3 separate regions of the Mus musculus genome follow, and regions 1 and 2 are each linked to region 3. A link is a contact called in public Hi-C data. All regions are on one chromosome and are shown on one strand. The core of a region is the stretch at or near the end of the contact, and the rest is flanking DNA. Distances in the headings are between cores, read along the strand shown.

Region 1 (2,700 bases), core at 150-2,649, 530 kb before region 3:
GTATAGTATGGAATAGAGGTTATTTAGGGCATGGAAAGGGGAGTCGGGGGGTTGTAGAGAAAGGCAAAGAGAGAGGAGGGGGTAAGCAGCCTCTTTTAGATTGAGCCAGGTAACTGAGTGGTGTAGCCTAGAAGAAATGCTAACAATCGCAAAAGAAAAAAAAAGTGTCTGAATCAGACTACTTTATAACATGTTAGTAAGAGAAAGATCCTAGGAATGAATGTTAAAGGTTTTCCAAATGCTTAGATTCAATATCCAAAAATGTCTTTGAGCTTGCCTTAAAATTTACCCTAGATGCCGACATTCAGAAATCCTCTACTCATAATTTTAGAGAAAGGTCATGGTCGAATTTGTGGACTCTATTTAAAATATCAAGTGTGTAGGATTATATTTTTGGAAAATTTATGTGTTTCTTTCTCATGCTTTCTTTCTTCAGATTTTAGGCAAGAGAATATGTAAGTAGAGAAGAAAAACAAGGCTATAAGAAGTCTGGGCTAAGCTTTTGGATTTGGATTTCAAAGTCTGGGAACTTAAGTAGAATAGAGTAGAGTAGAGTAGAGTAGAGTGGAGTAGAGTAGAGTAGAGTAGAGTAGAGTAGAGTAGAGTAGAGTAGAGTAGAATAGAATATTCCAATGATAAGAAAGAAACTTTTTATTCACAACACCTCCTCACCTATCTGTCATATGTCATACATACCTAAACTAGCCCACCATATATGTGATATAGACTAACGTGACCTCAGTCTTCTGATTGGTTGCACAGCAAAAACTTAAGTTCCTACAGGGGAGGTTTAAAGGGTATAAATCCAGGAGAAAAGGCATAACTGACAGATCCTAGCAGGTGAGAACACAAGAAGCTATGAGTTGCTCCTGTTTTCCTATGCCTAGAACTTGACCCAGAAATAGCCAAACATTTTTTCAGTTCCCCTTACCTCCAGAAGATTGGCACATAAATTTGAAAGAGAGAGGATGTGTTAAGGAAGCCATGTTGACATACAGAGGAGAATTTAGTTGAGTAAAACACTTTGTTACTTGACATGTGCTAATCTTCTGGGAAAGGAGGTAGGTTTAATAATGATAAAGTGTCATTTGGAGAATAACAGACCATAAAGCTTAGGTCAATCCTTTCCTCAAATATAGTCTTTATATTTTATGATGGAAATTGAAAACACAGGAAATTACTGACAATATCTTTGTATGTCTTCATGAGAATCTGTATATACTTTACATTAATTGTCTATTGCTACATAACAAATTATCTTGACTTATTAGTTTAAAATTATAATGATGAGCTATTATCTCAGAGTTTCTGTCTGTCAAGGATTTGGGAGTAGGTGAGCTATGTCATTTGGCTCATACTTTCTCATGAGTCAGATGTCAGCTGAGACTACAGGCACTTGACTGAGTCTGGATGATCTGTATCTAAGGTCACTCAGTGACTCACTCTCAAACTACAAGTTCACTGTGCTACTGAAAGGAATCCTTGGTTTCTTTACAGAGAGCTACTTGAAGATGCTCATAATATGGTGGCTAGTATCCCCAATGGGAGCTTTAAGAAAAGTCCAGAAGCCCATGACCAAGTTCAGAAGCTATACACTATTTTTTTCTGCAATTACCATTGCTTATGTAGGTCAAGTTTACTGGTTATGGGAAGGGTTTATACAAGACCAAGAATACCAGGAGATGAGGTTTTTCAGCCACCATTCAGACACTGGTCTCCATAGCTTCTTGCTTTATAATATTTCCACTAATGAATAAAGGATGGTTGCCCCAAGAAAGGACACATTCTAATTAAATGTCACCATTCTCTCACATTTCAGATATAAAGGTGAAGTCAGCTCACCTCAGGCTGAAAGGGAAACAGTGAATAATAGACTGTATTACTTATGCTTGACTCAGAATGAACTTATTTTTGTCTGCTTTCCAAAGAAATGGCATAAGGTCAATAGAATAAGCTTTGTTTTAACTGCTCAACCCACAGAAAGGAAAGCGAATCTTGAAGAAAAAACAAAAGCAAACAAACAAACAAAAAAAATCAACCAGAGTGGGTCATGTCTGATTTTAATTTGAGTAGAAATTAAAAGGGGTGGCTGTTATAACACTTTTGTCCATTTCTGAAAAATCTGAATCCTTTTGTTCAATGTATTCCAAAGACAGAATTTAGGAAGCTGGTAAGGAGAATGGAGCTCTAACCAAGAATTCCCACCAGTAAATTGGTATGCCAGTCAATAAGGAAGAAATGTTCTGTCCCCACCCTGTCCCTTCATATTCATATGGGGCCAGTTTTATATGGCCCTAGAGAGGAAGGAACAACAAATCACAGGATGAGAAATAGAACTAAAATTAAGATATAGAAAAATATTACAGGTTTTGTTTTTGACACTTTAACACATTTTGAACTAGTGTCCAAAGTTTCCAGAGTGCAATGCTTGAAGGAGAAGCTTACAATAGCACTACTTTCACCTACATGAAACAAAATAATTGGGTTTCTCTATTCATTGGGTTACTCAGTTTAGTAAATTATAAAAGAAAAAGAAAAAGAAAAACAAACAAACAAACAAAACCTTCAAGGAAGATTTTAAATAAAATCATATAGCAGTGTTATCTGCATTAATAATAGCAATATACTTTCTTCAAAATTGTTTTAGTTTTTTATGACGTCACAAAATACCCAGTAGAAACATCTTAAGGACAGGAAAGG
Region 2 (2,700 bases), core at 37-2,536, 640 kb before region 3:
TCAGACTTGCCTCCTGTCAGAAGATGAAGGCCCCAAACAGGACCTGTCCGAGAAGCTGTTAGCTTCTGTAGTCCACACTCTCACCTGTGCAGACTAGTCTCTGTGGAGTCCGGGAACCAAGATGTCTCCCGCAGATGCTCGGGCAAAGCCCTCCCGGGCCAGGCGGACTCCTATCCTCTGGCAGGGAATGTCCACCAGCTTGATTCTTACTCACAGAAGAATAATACCTTTTGTACCCATGGTGTAAAAGGCAAATCATCTCAGATTCTTTAAAAAGTAGTTTTGGGTTTATAAACACCCTTACAAGATGCTGGGATTTCCAGGATCATAGATATATTTTGTTTGCTGCTATATTAGGAAATGTCCAGTATTGTGCATTATTGTATGCTCTTTAGGTGAGTTCATGTTGTTTAGATGAAAACCAAGAGGTGACACTAAAAGAAATTATCCTGATGAAGCAATGCTTAGCACTGGGGTAGAATGTTTTATTCTTCATCTCCTGACACCCAGAAGGAAATTCCCAAGATTAGTTAAGAAAACACTAAATTTAAACCACAGAATCCAACATCTAAATGCAAATATGTCCTCCAGAAGATAAAAGAATATTCATCTTAAAACAACTTAAGTCTTCAATAAAGCCAGGTTTTAGACATAACTATGGTCCCTGCATTTCAAGGTCAGGAAAGAAAGATTTTGAGTGTAAGACCAAACAATAAAACAATAAAATAAGCAAATAAACAATAAAATAATACAATAAAATAAGCAAATAAAAGGTCAAACAGAAAGGTCTACCTCATTGTGTTTTTTCTTTTAACTCTTACTTTTCTCACCCCAGAGACCTAGCTAGTATTTAGTTCAGGGTTGGGCATTGCTGTTCTTTGTTCCAGTTTATTTTTAACTACTCAGCTTTGGCTGCTAATCTACTTCCTGAACCATCTCATCTGCTTCCCATTGAACCAATGCAGGGTGAGTAATAGTAAATAGTGAGGTAATAGTAAATTTAGCTCCAACATCAATATCATGGATACTTTCAAAAGGTTCCTAATTGTACATTTATAATTCATCAACAATTAATATTTAAAGTGGATTGCTTGATCAACTCTATCTTATTGCTTGATATTTGCCCTATGAAACCATATATGTTAATGCAAACATAAGAAACTAGGAAATGTTTTCTCCAGAGTGACTTGGCTTATTAAAGCTCCTTTTAAATGTGTCAGTCACACAGATAGGGAGAGATTGAGAAAAAGAGGAAGAAAAAAATAAAAAAGGGAAGAAATGATAAAATCCTCTTCTATTCTCTGCCTCTGTGGTTTGACTTTGTCATTCCATATGCCAGTGAGGTAACACACTATTTCTGATCCTGGTTTCTGTGACTTAGCATTCTATCTACTCATCATCTGTGCTGTTACAAAAGCCAGAATTTTCATCTTTTTATGGCTGATTAATATCCCATCCAGTTCATGTCTACCTTTTAATTGATAGAAAGCTGAATCCAATCAGAACATAGAATTGTGGAGCTCAACCCCAATGGATTATAGTACAACTTCTGCATATAAAGCTCAGGGGACATTGTAGAACAGAGGGTAAAATGATTTCAAGAGCCAGAGATACAGGAGTTTGCTGTGAGATTGTGTCTCCTAGGAATGTCAGAAGCTACACCCATAAAGTCACCAACATGACTTCCAATACATGAACAGAACAAAGACAGCAATAGTAGACAAGCTAATGTGAACCTGGAAAATCCAGGAGGCCTCAACCCTACATGTTGTTTGAAAACAAAAATCCCCCCCCTGCTTTTTTTTAATTTTTTTGGTTTTTCTAGATAGGGTTTCTCTGTATATAGCCCTGGCTGTCCTGGAACTCACTTTGTAGACCAGGCTGGCCTCAAACTCAGAAATCCGCCTGCTTCTGCTTCCCAAGTGCCCGGATTAAAGTCATGCACCAAAATCCCAGCTGTTTGCTTTACCAAATGAACACTTGGGAGTCAGATGCTGTGGTGAAAGCCTGCTAGCTCAGAGAGGCACAGAAAGTACCCAGGTGAGCTTCCTACTCCACCTATGTCCAAGAAGGAAAAGGCACCACCCATATCTTGGAGGAAAAAGCTCTTTCATAAAACCCACTCAACTCAAAAACCCTCCCTTCTATTACTTATGTTCACTCCCTTTCAGCTGATTGCTTGCTCTGCCTCTAGGGTTGACTCTTTAACTCTTGGATTAAAGTTGTGTGCTAGGGTTGATCCACACCACAAGTGCTTGTTTACAATAAACAGAAAGCTCTAGGATCAAAGGCTGAGCCATACCACAGTGAAAAACAATTCACAATATCCAGGTTCTCAATGAGATACAATATCCTGCAACAACTTCATACAGAACTGTAGATAAATAAGGAATGCTCAGAGTAAGAGAATTAATTTTTCTTGGGAAAGAACATACTAATTGGATATACAATATCAAATACCAACCCTGCAAACATACATATAAAGAACATTATACAGACTGAGCAGGTTGTACTTATATATTTAAGGACTTATTTGTATTGTAAGAACTTCATTGGAGTCCAAGGTATGGATAGTTTAGTTATATGAATGGAAGCCTCCAGGACACACTTTTTGTTACCATTCCTACCCTCCCTGCTATGAGCCTGAAGAATGGAAATCAGAATTTACACTTCCATCCATGATGTTATAATATTATGTTA
Region 3 (2,700 bases), core at 138-2,637:
ACAAGAATTTTCAAAAGTTTCACATGAATTTCTATACAAATACATGTACATGTAAACACTAGATCGCCACTGCCTTTTATTCACTGTCTTATTTTCGTTAGCCTTAACAACATTCCCAAAGTATGAGATAGAAAATTCTAGAAATAAACCGTTCTTAAGTTGTGAGATGGTATACATGCCCATAGCGCTGAGTATGATGTAAGATGGTATACATGCCCTTAGCGCTGAGTATGATGCCATCTCATCCTTCCCATAGGGTCCAGTCTATTGTATGAGTCATCCAGGCCATTGCATCCACTGTATATGCCACTACCCACTAGTCAGAGGATGAAGTCCTTGACTGTGTTCAATTCACCCTAACTCAATTACAGACCACAATGTATAAGACAACAGGTACAAGTCAGGTACACCAAAGATGAGCTATAAAATGTATTAGACAGAGTCGGGCATGGTGGCACACGCCTTTCATCCCAGCGCTCGGGAAGCAGAGGCAGGTGGATTTCCGAGTTCAAGGCCAGCCTGGTCTACCCTGTCTCGAAAAACAAAACAAACAAACAAGCAAAAAATGTATAAGACAGGATAAAAGTCTCCACTAATAAAAGAATTATGTTGGAGCTGCTAAGATCTTCTAACAATAAAATAAAAAAAAAAAAAGGAAAAGAAGAAGTCTGAACTAACTTTCTATGGCTTCACAAACTACAAAAGATACAGCCACATATATGATAAGATATATATGTATATATATAGTAAAACGGTGTGTATAGAGTTTAATACCATCCAAGTTTCAGGCATTCTATGGAGGTTACTCTCCTGCCCTCCAGGCAAAAGCAGAGCAGTATGATATTTGAGACTAACCCACTTTTGAAGGGCTGAGAGATAACAATTTCATACTTCAGATCTGTGCTAAATGTTGCTGCGATGAGTGGGTGGTGAGATGTGCCTTTAATCCCAGCACTCAGGAAACAGAGGCGGGTGGACTGGATGTCAGACTGATCTACATAGCCAGTTCCAAGAAGGTAGGCTTACATACTGAGACCTTATCGCAAAGTAAACTTTTAAGAAGAGGAAAGAAATAGTACTTATGAAATACTCAAAAGCCTCCGGTAAGCACCAGAACAGTTGCTGACCTCGAAGTTCAAATAATAGCCCAAGCGGAGGAAGTGGAAATGGTGACCCTCGTTTACAGAAAGTGAATCAGTCACAGCCAGGTTCTGAAATTCCGCATGAACTCATGCTGCCTGAAAAAGCCAGGCATCAACGGTGAGCAACCATGATCTCCGGCCAGCTAGGCACTTTGCTTTCCATTGGGTGGTGACGGTCAGATCTCATTGCTTCTGACAAAGGCCCTCGTCAAACCCATGAGTCATGGTTTGCGTAAGCCACCGCTGCTCAGTGAGAGCAGACCCACTTCCTGACTGCACAGTAGTAACTCTGACTTCCTGACAGCCAAGGCAGACAGGTGCGACAGTGCGGCGTGCAGCGCCATCTGCTGGATAGTGTGGGATAAGCAGCAGCCTGGAGTGGATGGTCTCTGAATTCTGTGAGCTTTGAGACTGCTAGCAGCCAGGCCTGACTGCAAGGCCTGCCAGGAACACTAGCAGAAATACATACCCTCTATCCAAACCATTCCTCGAGGTCCTTTCCTTGTTATAGAATGTGGTGTGGCAAGCACATATGCACATGTGTATTCAAGGTGTATATGTGTTATGTAAAGGGTACAAGATTGTACATGATCTCTGAACAAATAGAAAAAGTGACCATCACTACCCTCATTGCTGGATTTGTACTAAATTTTACAATTAACAGAAACTCATAAATAATCCTATATAATCCCTCACCTTTCTGTATAAGCAGAAAGGAGTAAGGGGTATCAAATACTAGCTCTGCTAGTAGAATTACTCATGACTTAGCCATGAGTGAGACGGCAGCTAACAAGGCTCCTCCTTTCTTTACCAAAGTCTTTGCCCACATGCAAATAAAGACTGGCTGAGCAACTGTTAGGAAGAGGAAATGAAGCAAAACCCAGCCAGCTATGACAAGTCTGACATCAAGCCTCAACTATTTCTGAGGCTGGAAGTGGGTCTCAGAAAACTCTGGCCAGCAATAGGTTTAGGTTTTGGCCAGATGCTACAGAGAAGGTTTCTAACATGAGACAAAATATCTGTTGGAGGAGGAACTGGCCTAGGCATTCATGGACACACAGCATAGGACTAAAGAACTCTGGCCAGGTCTCTTGCTTCCTACAGTTTCCCAGCCGTTGGTGCTCTGCCAGCCTCTGAACTACAGCAGATGTTGCTTCTTGCTTAAACGCTAACTGACTCATTCCCTCTAGACCATAAAGGTAACCAGCTCATCTGACCCCCAAATATAGAGGGATGATTGGAAGATGGTAGGTTTGTTTGTTTGTTGGGTTTTTTTGGTTTGGGTTTTTTTTTTTTTTGGCTTTGTTTTCAACTAGAATGTCAGACTGAGGAACGCCTGGAACAAATAGTTCTGGGTTAGAGGTCAGGGGACTGGCTGGACTCTAGGGCAAAAGCAAACAAGGCTTTTCACAGTGGCTTGCAGGGATATGGTGACAAACCTGCCTCCAGTGGACAGACAAGGAACACTGCTGGCTGGGCTCGACCTTAGGCAGCTGGAGCAGGCCAGGAAAACGTGTTATAGATTCTGCCTCTGCCCCTGTCACATGGAAGTACACAG

What was found. A called contact is a pair of places that touch in the nucleus more often than the background predicts.
Region 1: a Hi-C map of epidermal suprabasal cells shows a contact between it and region 3, with 4 times the contacts expected there. The contact joins two enhancer-like sites. A contact is called at or near these places in 1 of 15 datasets of contacts at CTCF or cohesin (large pre-B cells), 3 of 484 Hi-C or Micro-C datasets (bone marrow-derived macrophages, epidermal suprabasal cells and nephron progenitors) and 2 of 115 datasets of contacts at active chromatin or transcription factors (the NIH/3T3 cell line and large pre-B cells).
Region 2: a contact with region 3 is called in a Hi-C map of bone marrow-derived macrophages, with 11 read pairs. The contact joins two enhancer-like sites.

What each region holds. Positions count from the first base shown.
Region 1 is chr13:75,269,717-75,272,416 of GRCm38.p6, forward strand. No RefSeq gene overlaps it. Among named protein-coding and RNA genes, the nearest start is that of Pcsk1, 180 kb to the left of the region's middle. Within about 2 kb of position 1,400, at least 10 of the 459 cell types and tissues checked have an H3K27ac peak or open chromatin away from gene starts, as enhancers often do. A contact at or near this core is called in epidermal suprabasal cells, where this site is marked.
Region 2 is chr13:75,157,110-75,159,809 of GRCm38.p6, forward strand. No RefSeq gene overlaps it. Among named protein-coding and RNA genes, the nearest start is that of Pcsk1, 69 kb to the left of the region's middle. Within about 2 kb of position 1,287, at least 9 of the 459 cell types and tissues checked have an H3K27ac peak or open chromatin away from gene starts, as enhancers often do. A contact at or near this core is called in bone marrow-derived macrophages, where this site is marked.
Region 3 is chr13:75,796,559-75,799,258 of GRCm38.p6, forward strand. No RefSeq gene overlaps it. Among named protein-coding and RNA genes, the nearest start is that of Glrx, 42 kb to the right of the region's middle. Within about 2 kb of position 1,388, at least 284 of the 459 cell types and tissues checked have an H3K27ac peak or open chromatin away from gene starts, as enhancers often do. A contact at or near this core is called in bone marrow-derived macrophages and epidermal suprabasal cells, where this site is marked.